Regions from separate parts of the Gossypium hirsutum genome. Here region 2 is linked to region 1. Evidence: chromatin contacts called from public Hi-C data. All regions are on one chromosome and are shown on one strand. Each heading gives the region's core, a stretch centred on a gene start, on an enhancer-like site or on the middle of the called end of the contact. The rest is flanking DNA. Distances are from core to core; before and after follow the strand shown. Region 1 has its middle 28 kb from the start of LOC107914383. Region 2 has its middle 55 kb from the start of LOC121222271.

Region 1 (7,044 bases), core at 2,209-4,708:
TTAATTAAACTTTTAAATTTTAATTTCTTTTATTTTTATACTTTTTAAAATGATTTTTAATTTTTAAAACTTAATTAAATGCTGACATGTCATCCACATAACAATGTACGTGTATATCACGTCAGCAAAATTAATTATGAGGATAATTATAACATCATCTCAAGGTTTTATTTGGATGATTTTGATGAAGTTGAATATGTTTGTATTAATTATGAGGATAAAATTTGAAGAAAAATAGGGGTTTGGTAATATAAAAGAAATATTTGGCAAGCCTTTCAATCATCCTTCACGCCATGCACCATTATTCTCTTAACCAAATATTATATTTGTAAGACCACGGACGTTGACAGCTCCAATTATTTTGTTGTAACAAAGGTATACCACACGTAACATTATATCCATTTCCTTTCAATTTTGAGGGGCTTAAATTTTTTATATTTTTTTTATTAATGACTGCTTTTTTTATTTATACTAACAATAAAGTGTAATAAAATTACTTTTTTATGAAAGTAACATTAATTTAGTAAAATAAATAAATTATATTAATGATCATTACAAGTCAAGTCAGAAATATATAATAAAAGTAATAAATTATAAATTATATTCTAAATATTAATATAATAAGGATATTTATGTGCTCCTCCATAATTCTACCCTATTATCACTTTTTTTATTAGTTTAGTATCTAAAATTTCATACTCCAAGGCCCAATGTACCATGTTGCGCCCTTTTTCTAAATAAATTCAAAATTAAAAATGCCAAAAAATAAAAACAACTCATAACATTAAAAATCAGATTTTTTTTTAAATATAAAAACTCCATAAATCATAAAAATATACTTTTAGTTTAAAAAAAACATAAAATTTAAAAAAATTAAGGAATGGGCATTAAAGTCCTCAAAGTTAACAAAAATTTGTATTAAAAATTTTAAAAATTAAGTATTAAAGTGATTATTGGATACAACTTTGAGGGCTAAATTAAGCATTAATCCATTTTTTTTAAAAAAATTCTTCTTTTCGAACTCTATTCACTTTTATTGAATTGAGATGCCATTGACAAGTTGAAAATCGAAATATGACTAAATAGAACTCATACAAAATAAATTCTAAACCTAAAATAATTTAAAAGAGAATCTAAAGTTAACATTTACATATGATATAACTCACATTAAAGTCTCAAAATCTCAATTTTATCACCACACCCAAAAGATCATCGGCAAAACTTTTAATAAAATAAAAAAGCACACGTTTTCCTCAAATGGGCCTAATTGGTGACCCAATTTATGGCATAATTTCTTTTTTCGGGGGGTTGTTTCGAGCTTTTTGGGCAGGCCTTAATCTAATCTCAATATACCTTTGAAGCTTATCACTTCTAAATATATCTCCCAAATTAATTTGAATGATAATGTGTAGTAAAAACTTAATATCTGAGTTAAATATACAAGTGGTCACCCAACTATGTTAGCATTTCTATTTTGGCCATCTAGTTTCAAATTTTTTTAATTTAGGTACTAATGATTGAATCCATTCTTGTTTTGATCACCTGTCGTTAAATTGACAATGAAAAGCTTTTTTCTAACTGGTATAATAACACATTTAGTCCTCAATACTTATTCTATCAATTTGGTTCTAATTCTATATAATTCAATAAACTTAACCTTTCACATTTACAAATTCTATCAATTTGATCCTCAAATTTTCTAACCAAAGCTTTCAACTTTTAAAACAGAGACATTCCACATCTTTTAATTGTTTTATTTATGGTTGAAATTATCTAATTTGGTACATAATCCTTTTGTTTATAATTTTAAGAAGTTAGTTTTAGAAATTAACTAATCACCATTAAAAATAATAGAAAATAAAAATTTTAAAAATATAATATATAATAAAATTATATAAATAATTTAATATTTTTAAAAATTAATTTTGCATAATTTTTTAAATTAATTTATTAAATTATTTGAGATTGTTAGTGATACGTACGACTTATTATGGATTTAAAAGTTAAAAATAAATAGAACACGTATAGTCTCCTAATTAGTTTATAAAATCAAAAAAAAAAATTATCAATATAACAAAAGGAAATTCAATTAATTCTTTTACATTTTTTATGAAAAATTAAATGTTCATATTTTTTCTTATATAATTATTGATTGAACAATTGAATTTTTCAAAGTCATAATTTTAAATTTTTTATTTAATTTCCAATTTCAATGACGATTTCTATGTACCTTGAAGGAAACATCCTACTGCTAACAACAAGAATAAATCTAAAGTAATTTTTTTAAGGTTTTTCATTTTCATTAGCTAAAATTTTGTCAATCAAAATATTATAAAATATTATATTTAGAAGAACACTAATGAAAAAAATAAAAGGAAATAAAGTTTCAAGATAAACTCATTGGTATTAGGAATTGGTTCGAAAAATGGTTCATTAGTTGAGTGAAGATTTTTTTTCTTTTTTTGGGTTTTACAAATTTATAGATGTGGAATGCCTTTGTTTTAGAAGCTAAAAGCTTTGATTAGGAAGGTTGATGATCAAATTTATATAATTTGTAAATGTGAAGGGTTAAATTTATTCAATTATTTAGAATTAGGATCAAGTTGATAGAATAAGTAAGTATTGAGGACTAAATGTGTTAGTATACCAGTGAGGCCCATAATCAATTTAACAACAGGTGACCAAAATAGGAACAAATTCAAACCTTAGTGCCTAAATTAAATTTTTTTTTAAAGTTGAGTGACCAAAATAGGAATGCAAGCATAATTGGGTGACCATTTGTATAGTTTACCCAATATTAATTCATCTTTTTACAGATTTGGATTTTGTAAAGTAGGATAATTAGTGAATTTGGATATTAAATTACTATTTACAAATTAAATCTGGATGTTTAAATATTTATTATCTGAATATGTTTTAATTATATGGAGAATATATTCGAATATTCAAACATAATATCAATTCAATTATTTTAAGCTTTTAAAAATTAATTTAGTAGTGGATTGAGTCTTAACTCAATTGGTATTGATATTGTTGTTAATGTAGGAGGACATGAGTTTAATTGGACTGAAGTGTATTATCCTCATATTTACTGACGGAGATTGAACCCATCATCGCCAACGACCAAAGAAGGCTCTAGAATCGGTAGAAATTGGACATTTTTGTCTAAGTCCGGGGATGCAACACAAAAACGACTCTCCTCACCACCCTCTATGAACTCAGATTTAGGAGAAATCTGATAGAGCGCCTCAATGAGACTCTTTGCAGTGATGAAAAGGCACTACCAGTATACTCCACCACAACTACAGATGCAAAGAAGAGGAAACGTGATTATGATAGATGATAGGATTTAGGCTTTCTTCAGTTTACTTAGGTTTTTGCTTTGATTAGGGCCTTAAAAGAGGCGTTTCAATTTCTTTTATTTTTTCTTTTTCTTTATTGTTAGGCAAACCCGAGGCACCGCCTCGGTTATCAATACTCTATTGACAGTTGTTAGACAGCTGGTACTTTCAGAACTTTGATCAGTGTACCACATATCCTCTCTTTAATGCATTCCAATTTTACTTCAAAAAATGTGAGGAGGAGGTATAGGTAGTTTTAAACATTATATTAAAAGAAGCAGATACGATAATAACTTATAATGAAATTAATATTCAAAAAATAATAATACGAATATTTGACTAATTTGAATATTCGATGAATATTGTATTTTTAAAGGTGGATTAAGATAATAATGTTTGACTATTTTTAAAAAAAATAAATATCAAATTTATACGTGAACTTTAATCCAATGTGCAATTTGATACATGAGCATTGATTTGGTACAATTATACACATGAAACTTAATTTGTGGTTTATATGTATGCATGAAACTTTGATTTTGATTTAAATGTACACATTTAAAGAAATAAATACATACATTAATTTTCATATTTGATTAATATAATTATTTGTGCATACAATATATCAATGTAAAATGGTGCTAATTCGATAACATTATTAGTGATTTAAAAAAGCTAAATCAAATAAAAAAATCATTTATAAAATTGCACAAAATCAAAGTTTATTTTATAATATTGCACATTGGATCAAAGTTCATGTATAGTTTTGATATTTATTTCTTTTTTTAAAAACAATTTCTGTTGTTACTCGTAACTAAACTTGTTCAAGGGTTGGATTACCTGTCCAAACCCGAAGGTCTACCTAAAATTTAAAAGGGTTTAGCAAAAATATTAGGCCCAAAATGTGGGTTTAGGCAAAAAAAATAGGCTCGTTTAAGATACGAGTCGGCTCAAGCTCAAACCTTCAAGGCCCAAACTTAGCCTAACCGGTTTCTAAGTTTCTAATATATTCTATTATGTTATTTTTATATAGTATGTAATATATAACACATAAAAATTAAATCCGGAGTAATATATAATACTATAATATTAACATTAAAAAATATTAAGTTGCCTATATATAAAATTTTAATCTAAAGTAATGACTTAGTTCGCCTAATCTAAAGCACATGTACGATCCAAGTGAAAGGGTTTATTGCTATAAACACCACAATCGATCAGTTTAAAAGAAAATTTTTAAAATTTTATTGTGCATTGTTCCACTATTTCAAATTGAATTTTCCAAATCCCTAAAATAGAACCTGATCGTATCTTTCAAGACTAAAAACTTCAGCGATAACTCGGTGGTCAGGGTCATCCATATTATTAGAACCATTAATTAAGGTTGTAGCTTTATACTTAGTCTTTTTCTCATTTACTTTCTCATTTACTTTCTCCTATCAATAATGGGTTTATGTAGTGTAAGACCATAGATCGGCTATGGAAACCAACATAGTCTGTCAGGACGCTAATCATGGAGTTATGTGGTGTAAGACCATATCTCGGCTATGGCAGCATATGGAGTCCACCAGAACAATAAACTGGAGGTAGTCTGCCAGGATGTTAAACATGGGTTCATAATGTGTAAGACCATGGCTCGACCATGGGGCACAAAAGAGTTTAAATTGAGTAACATCGTTCCTCGGCTATGGCATCATATGGAGTCCATTAGGACACTAAACAAGGGGTAGTCAGCCAGGATGTCAACTATGGGAAATCACACAAATGAGGAAAAAGGGATTTGAAGAAAAATACAAGTTTTGGCAAGTGATAACTAGCCAGTGGATTTGAGGAATCCACCAAGAATGGCAAAAGTAACAAAAGTGGGAAAAGACTGCCAAATTAGTAGTCGTGGAAGCCGAAAGGGCATATGGGTGGCAACCCCTCAAGATTCAGATGTGAGAATAATGTGCCTGTAATACCTGTGGTATAAGCAAACAAAAGAATATTTAACTGGAGACCACAAATACGAATCCGCCATTAAGAACCGCCAAAGGGTGCTAAATGAAACTGAATATAGGAAAGAGGTACTAATAAGGAAGATTTGAATGATAGATATGTTTATCAAGACTATTCCTCTTTGAGGAAAGTATATGGTGAGTATATTAGTCATAAAGTTTGTTTCACATAGGGGAGCTCAGTCGGTTAACCGACCCGAAATAGCATTAACTGAATTAACCGACATTTCAAAATTTTTAACCGTTAACCGAACCGAAATTTTTTCGGTTAATTCGGTCGGTTAACCGAATTAACTAAAAATTATATATTTTTTTATTTTTAGTTAAAAATTAACTGAATTAACCAAATTAACTGAATTACCCGAATTAACCAAATTTCTCGAATTACCCGAATTAACCGAATTGAATCACTACATAATTAAAAACATTACATAAGTCTTTAAAGCACTAACATTACATAAGTCTTGAAATTAACACATAATTGAAAATTTATTTTTATTTATTAATTTATTTGTAATTTTTATGATTGGATTGGGTTGGGTAATTGGGTTGGGTTGGATACTTGGGTTTGGATTAGTTTAGGTGAATAGTGGGCTTATTTATATATTATAATTTTATTTATTAATTTTTTCGATTAAATCGAAAAAATTAAATTAACCGACCGGTTTTGAACTAAATTAACCGTTAACCGAAAAATTAAAAAATAATTAACCGACCCCTGACCGAAAAGATTCAGTTAACTGACCGATTTATAGAATTTAGTCGGTTAACCGAATTTTTTTGGTTTTACCTAAATTTTGCACACCCCTAGTTCCATAGGGAACTATCATGTAAGAGAGATTGTAAACTTGAACAATTTCTCAGATAATAGTCTGCTGGAAACTGTAGGCTCAAGTGGTCCAAAATAGACAGACATGATACACCTTAAAAGTAAGGTAACGCAAATAAGGCAGATTACAAGGAAGTAATCTAGTAATATTTCAACCCAAATGAAAGGTAGAAGTAGGTAAGATGAAATGGGGCTAAGTATGCCAGAAGGGCATGGATTTGTACTAGCAGTATTATTATAAGAGGGCCATTAGGGAATACACCAGTATTTTTTTTAGGAGATAAGAGAATCAACAAAAAGGATACCACGTAATGAGAGTTTTATTTAGGAATGTGCTATGTATAGGAACGTAAGTATCCGCAAGTATGACGAAATGTTTAGGAACCGCCACAACATGTTGATCGATCATAAATTTGATCAAGTAATGACCGTTAAGTGATCGATCCGCCTAGAAGGAAATATAGAAGTCATCTCGGATCTCGCCACTCCGGATAAAGCATGAACATCTCAGCCAAATAGGGAGTAGAATGTGATAAGTGCTAAAAGTAACATGTTTTAATCTCATTCTTAATGCGTTTTTTTGTGATTATTCTATGTTAATGGTGAATTTTATGCTCCTAGTCCTTTAAATTCATGTTTTTATACTTATGAGAGCATTTGGGAGCAAAAGAGTGAAAAACGAGTAAAACTTGAAAATTCGGAGTGAGTTACAGAAGCCACATAGGCTGATCCCTTTCACACGGCCGTGTGAGCCACACGCGCTGTCATACAACCATGTAGCAAACTATGTTGTTTACACGGGATTGCACACTAAACTTCGCAAAAGCATGATTTTAGGTTTTTCAGGCATTTTAAGAGTTATATATGACAAAAATAA
Region 2 (7,044 bases), core at 2,191-4,690, 210 kb after region 1:
AAGAGATCATGGTATATATACAGTTACTTGTAGTCAACATCCTTCATTAGGAGCACTAACTAACAATCTAACATGTTAATGAACACAATGGTCATATATTTATTCTTATTATATAGCTTTTCTCTAAAGTGAATGTCAGCTAAATTGGTAAAAAAATTATTTATTTTTTTAAATAATAACAAAAATTAATTTATATTTATTATGATGGTGTTTTTATCTTTTTCAAGTTTTTAAAAATGATATCTTCAAAGATTGAATCTATATTAACAAAATTTGAACACAATTCTTTTATAATTCCACTAATAATTATTATTAAATATTTTCTCATAAATAAAATATATTTTACATTAATTTTTTTCATGAAATGTGATGTAGTATAAAATTTCTGATATTAAAAAAGAAAACAATATGATAAAAAGGCTAAAAAAAATCCTATCAGTCAAGGAAACCACTTGGGTATCTTTTTGGGTTAAATTTATTTACATATGGCGATGGCGATTGACATTGCATATTTTCTTTTTTGGGTTGGGGGGGGGGGGGGTGGGTGCAAGTCATTAGAACCCAATATGGTGCGTGTACTGCGCATATGCTTCTGACTGCATCGCAATCGGGGCTCGTGTAACAGATGCCGGAAGATCAAATCCATCGACAAGTTCCCCTGCAATGTTTCTCACTTGAAAACATAGGTACTCTGTGAGCTTGTGGATTGCCTGCATAAAGGAAAACAGAGTTACTAATGAAACACCAATACTTGGGACATATGCTCTATACTTCTTTCTGATTTGGACTCCATACCTTGGCTTTGTTAGGAGCAACATAATCAACATTACGGTAAGTTCCTATGTCGTTCCAGATGTGGTCCAGCGCATAAAGATCGCAAACGAGTTTTAGAGCAGCTCTACTTCTTGCATCAGGACAACTGGAATTCAATTTCAAGCTCAGTTAGAAACTCAGAAAGTATGCGCATGGTAAGCGGAAAATATTAGAGTTAAGGATGTACTTGTGCACAGCTTCGATAAACTTTGCAAGGATGACAGACTCAGTATGAGACTCTGCAAGCAACAGAAGGTGATTCAGGCACCTATTCCAAGCACCAAAGGTGCCTAGAGTTTTCGAGTGCTTCCGGAGCCATGCTGCTACACTTTGGAGCAGTCTCGAGGTTCGGTACTAAAAACCAAAATTGTAGAAATCTTATTGTTACAATTTACACTATGAAACGATAATGTACAATAACAAAGATAACACTCACCCTGAAGGCATCCAACTGGAATTTAGGGTCTCGCAAGTGATCAGCGCTTTCCCATCGAGCAATTATAGGATTCGGCTGTGACAAGTATGTGTTCATAGATTCTCGCAAGTAGTTCCATGTAACAGAAAGAGTACCACCTTGGAACTTGTCTTTATATTGCTTCAATAGATCAGCAGCTACCTAGATAGATCCCAAGAAGAAGTCTCATTAAGTTGTATCAAAAAGCAAATTCAAGGTCTAATGAAGGAAAACTGAAAAAAGACATTTAAGTTTTCAAGCAAGGTGTCTGAAACCTGTTGCATAAGTACTGTGTTGTCTCCTTCAAATGTCTGGAAAATATCGTGATCGTTCCTCAAGCTACCAAACCGGTTGACAGCAGCATATCCATGGCCTCCGCAGGCTTCCCTGCAGGTACTCAATGACTTTGCTGTATATGATGTCACGTAGGCCTTAAGGCCTGCGGAAAGTGCATGTACGTCAGCAACGAGTTGTTCATCGTGCATCTTCTTCATCTCCGAATATTTCTGGACCAAATACTGAGTAGCAAAATGAAATGCATAAGATGAAGCCAGCATCGGCATGAGCTTGTGCTGTTGTGATTGATAATCAAGAATGCTGACTTCAGGCTGTTCGGGAGGACCAAATTGCTGGCGTAGTAAGGAGTATCGAACAGCGATAGTGACCGAAATCTTGAGGAAGCCAACGGAAGCATATGCAAGGCCGACCCTCCCACCTACAAGTTCACCTAACATGGCAGCGAAACGTTTGTTTATAGTAGGGAGACTACTAGTGTATTTTCCATCTTGAGAAACATCGCCGAATCGATTAAGAAGGTTATCTCGGGGGATTCGAACTGAACGGAATCGCAGTGCTCCATTATCAACTCCATTCAAACCAACTTTATGGCCACAATCGTGGATTTCAATTCCGGGAAGTGTTTGGAGAGTGTTTAAATCCCTTATTGGGACAATGAAAGCATGGACTCCCATATCGGAAACTTTTTTGGAGTCATGAGTTGGTAAAATAAGTTTAGCGAAAACCGTTGCGAATTTGCCATGAACAGCAACATTGCCAATCCACCATTTGATGGCTCCGTCATTTGGTGTGTCAATGATGAATTCATCTGTAACTGGATCAAATGTTGCCGTGGTTTGAAGACCTTGTACATTTGAGCCTTTCAAAATCCACATAAATTTCACGGTTTAGTTTTTTATACATAAAAAACACCACCATAATTTATAACAAGAAAACCCAGATTGTCATGGTTGAAACAGAGAGCTTACCGTGGTGTAGTTCTGTCATGGCGAAACACCCAGGATAATCCAGATTGTCGATTCCATCAAAATATTTATCCCTATGCTTTTCAGTTCCTAAGTTCAGCACTGAACCTCCCCAAAGACTGCACAATTTTAAGCATTCCAACTCACTACGATTAATCCAAAACCAATAAATTCCTCATTTACAAAAAAAAAAAACACACATACACACACACACACACACACTCCCCATAAAACCCAGATTCCAAAACTTAAAACATGAATAACTTTCATAAATTTAAATACCCAAACTCCAAAAAGCAACCAAGATTGAATCTTTAATATACCTAAACTGGACTCCAAGTTTGATCCCAAGAGATACATCAATACTCCCAATAGCTTCAGTAATGGCGAAATACTTAGCGGGGTCATCAACAACATATCTAAAAGGCTTGATCTTTGCTTCTCTAACCAACGCAACCAGCTGTCTCATACAAAGCTCCCTATGTTCATTCATTGAAACCCCGACCGGGGTTTGTAAATCGGGCCTTGACTCGAAAAATTCAATGATTTTCTCTTGAATATCCCTGTTTTTCCCTCTCATGTAGGTTGAGAGAGAGACTTTGTCAACCTCCAGTTTATTGGCCGCCTTGGCGCATGTTAGCATGTTGAGTTGGGGTGAAGGTTGAGAAGGTGGAAGCGGGGTCAGGTAAGGGACAGACACTGGATACGGCGGCTCGCGGCGGTGATGGACGGATGGGATTCATCCTCCACCGTCTGATTTGGGTTCATGTTTTTACGACAACGGGGAATTTTTTTTTTAAGCGGTGGTTTGTCCTCTGACAATGTGAAGAAAAGGAGGGGACTGAGTAATTTAAACATAAAAGTCATGGTGACATGGCAATTTTTTATTGGAAGAAAGGAAAGTCGTTAAGTTAGCTCGGGGACTTGGGGGAATGGATATAGTGATGACGTGGCAGGTTTTGAGACAGATTGGGATTTGACCTTTTGAGTTTGTTTTGTCCTGTTTATTCTTATCTTCCCATATACGCAGAATGGATAAACTTTGGTTTTTCTCACACATATTTGGTTTATCTATTTTAAAAAATAATACAATATTTTTCTTTAAAAATATTATGAGATATTAATTTTATCCTTTAAAAATAGTAATCATTTTTTTCTGAAAATTGTTACGAAAATAAAAATAATTTAAATTTTAGCTTTTTAATATTTATAATTAATTTAGTTATTTATATTAGCTAAACTAGAGAAATATGTATTTTTTTTTTTAAAAAAAAGAGAAATAGGCTAAAAACAGCAACTTATTTCCAAGGATAAAAAACAACTAGTTTATTTATTATATAAACTCAAGTCATTTTTTTCTTTTGCATTAAAATTGCAATTTTTTTAATTCTCTCAATTCTCTAAGGTTTTAGTTTTCAGTTTTTAAAAGATAATTTCTCTAAAGATATTGTTGTTTTAATTTTATATTTCGTAACTTATTTGTTTTTAATTGGTTTTTATAATGGCAATTCTGCTAATTCATTTCAATGGCAAGCACATTTTTGATGTTTAATTGCAAATGGTAAGAAAATATATTTTTTAGTTTTTTAATTTTAATTAAGTTCATTATTAAGTTGTTAATATAATTAAATTTATATTTTTTTATGTTTATATAATTAGGCCGAAGATCAAATTTTAGAGACGTACATCCTCAATTTATTTGCAAGGGCACTGCGTGTAATTGAAGAAGACTTGCAAGAGGTGGGATTTTTGCATGTGTCTCATATGCTCAGGGGGTGTAAACTAGATCCCACATTTATCAACGCATTGGTGGAAAGATAGAGACCCAAGACACATATTTCATCTTTCATGCAGTGAGTATACAATCACACTTGGAGACGTAGCATTACAAATCAATTTATCGGTGGATAGGCCAATCGTTACGAGGGTAGTGGACATTGGCGATTGGAGCAACATTTGCGATGCACTAGTAGGCAAGGTGTTGGAGAAGTTTTTTAGTAGCCGAATAGAGATGAAATGGTTGGAAGAAATTTTCAATTATCGCAACAACTCCGCAAGTTCCATTGAAAGACAACAATACCCCCGAGCATTCATCCTGAGGTTAACCGGGGGTATTCTAATGTTCGATAAATCTTGAAATCTAGTACATCTAAGGTGGCTACTACAACTTGTCGACTTGAAAGAAGTGAGGCAACTCAGTTGAGGATCAACCATGTTGGCCACACTATACCGAAAGATGTGTCGAGTGAAGCAACCATAAAAAATTAAAATCGGTGGTTGCATACTCCTTCTACAGTCATGGGCATGATACCGGTTACTATTTTTATGTCCTTGAGTCAACACCCTTTATTGATTCCTACTCGTAACAAAGTAAATTTCATTTGATAATATAGTTATCATAATATTTATTCATTATTATATTTTTGAAATAACATATTACTTAAATAGGTGAAACAATGGGGCAATTCATGTGGGTATAGCGAGCGAGCTCGAAGACATTCAGCTACTATTAAATCAACGATCGGAAGCGAATGTTAGTTTTTGAATTTTTTAATTATATAATATTTACGTAAGGATTTGAAACTTAATATTAGATAGATAATAAAATTTATAATTTCATACTATAGTTTGAATGGATGTCATACGCCGATCCAAAAATTCAAGAATGCATCTCGGACGAATTTTTTACCGATTGCAATATCTAGCACGTTAAGGTGTCATTGATAGTTTTCGTGACAGTGTAGATGCACGAATCCAACTGATTGCTATGCCAATTCGGGTTTAGGCAAACTATTCTGCCGTCACCTGAGGACCTCGAAGAATTGCACAAGGTCAATTTACGGGGGAAGATTGACAAAGATTGGGCGAAATTTCACAAGAAATATATCAACATTTGGGAGCATAGGTATGATTTCATACCTATTCCCAACCTTGTTCTTGCACTAGAATTGGTTACCTCTCTGGACTACATGAGATGATTAGACATCACGACAAGTCATATCTACTGTCGGAGGAGGAAAGGGCTAGGCAACGTCTCGTAGGAGGCCAAGATGATTCCGCATGAATCCTAGGTCAGGACTACATGCCACCTCAGCAAAGTCATCATAAGCTCCAACCCAACATGAGGCACCGATGGTTACACCACTTCGAGTCAGTATAGTTCATATTATTTCGGTATTTTCACTAAGTCTGTTATTTTTACACAAGCATCACACTATGCACCATCGTACCTTGTATGCAGGTATATTTTTTGCACCACATCTGTCCCCAACACTATATTATATGACAATGCCTACAACAACACCGGTGTATCTCACATCACCGATAATTCTAACATTTTATCCGCAATCGAGTTATGCGACATCATACGCTTATTTGCTGATAATGATGCAAACCCCCTCGATGTCATTGTTTTACCCAGGTGGCTTATCTTGGCAACAACATGTTAGTAGAGCAGACAACATACGATGGCAACCTAGGACGACGCCACACTCAACCAAGGAGAAACAAGATGAAGATGAAAATGAAGATATAGCTTGAAGTGAAGATCAAGATAAAGAAGATGAAGATAAAGTAGTGGAAAACCATACATTCATGAAACACAAGGGTTCGCATGCAAAATAATTAGAGTTCACTATTATGTGAAACAATAATTCCAAACACTTAGAAATATTTACAGGTTCGTATCACAATCATACATAGCTCGTATATAGTGATTTTTAAATCTTAAATTCACAAAACACTAATAGTTTACTTAACACTTAAATTGCTCATACATTGTAGATTCACTAATTATTAGGCTTTGCTTATAAGGAAACATGCATGCAAAATACTATCACAATTAAACAAGGTTGGCATAAATTCATGGGTTCGCACACATGTAAGGGTTCGCAAAGCTATGGGTACGTATGTAAATATGGTAAACATATCTAGGGTTTTGCATATAATAATACTAACACTACAAGGGTACGCAAGTAGTTTACAAATAGACATGCATGAATAACATCGATTTATTAATTATAAAATAGAAGTCAAAATCCATAACAAGTTTGCAAAAATTGAGTAAACTTAAATATATATATCATATTGCACTTTTATATTAAGAAAATAATTCGAAAATAAATTAAAAATGTAATTTATTATTCTAAATAGCATAACAAAAGCCCATCGCCCATCTTTATGATTCGACTGTATCAGTCAGGTGCCTCACCGGATCATCGACATCGCCTATGCTATATGCGATCTACTTACCTGAGAAGTAAGAGAGAAGTGAGTGAGTTCGGGGAAGAACTCAGTGAATAATCAGAAACTATTAGATTATGCCTTAAAAACAACAATTGGAAACAGTAGAAAACTTTAGTTTTGAAAATGTTTCACATGTTGGGTACGTAGGTGAGGATGCGAGACCCAGTTCACATCGGAAAACCTTATTTTTGTGAAACCAATTTTAAAAAACAATGCTTAGAATTTCTTTTTTTAAAAACTTATTTTTAAAAGGGACTCGCCTTAAAATCC

Evidence for each region. A called contact is a pair of places that touch in the nucleus more often than the background predicts.
Region 2: a contact with region 1 is called in a Hi-C map of leaf, with 2.0 times the contacts expected there. The contact joins two enhancer-like sites. A contact is called at or near these places in 2 of 34 Hi-C or Micro-C datasets (leaf and petal).

What each region holds. Positions count from the first base shown.
Region 1 is chrD10:14,729,968-14,737,011 of Gossypium_hirsutum_v2.1, forward strand. No RefSeq gene overlaps it. Among protein-coding and RNA genes, the nearest start is that of LOC107914383, 28 kb to the right of the region's middle. Within about 2 kb of position 3,459, at least 7 of the 9 cell types and tissues checked have an H3K27ac peak or open chromatin away from gene starts, as enhancers often do. A contact at or near this core is called in leaf, where this site is marked.
Region 2 is chrD10:14,936,066-14,943,109 of Gossypium_hirsutum_v2.1, forward strand. It overlaps the pseudogene LOC107915340. Among protein-coding and RNA genes, the nearest start is that of LOC121222271, 55 kb to the left of the region's middle. Within about 2 kb of position 3,441, at least 9 of the 9 cell types and tissues checked have an H3K27ac peak or open chromatin away from gene starts, as enhancers often do. A contact at or near this core is called in leaf, where this site is marked.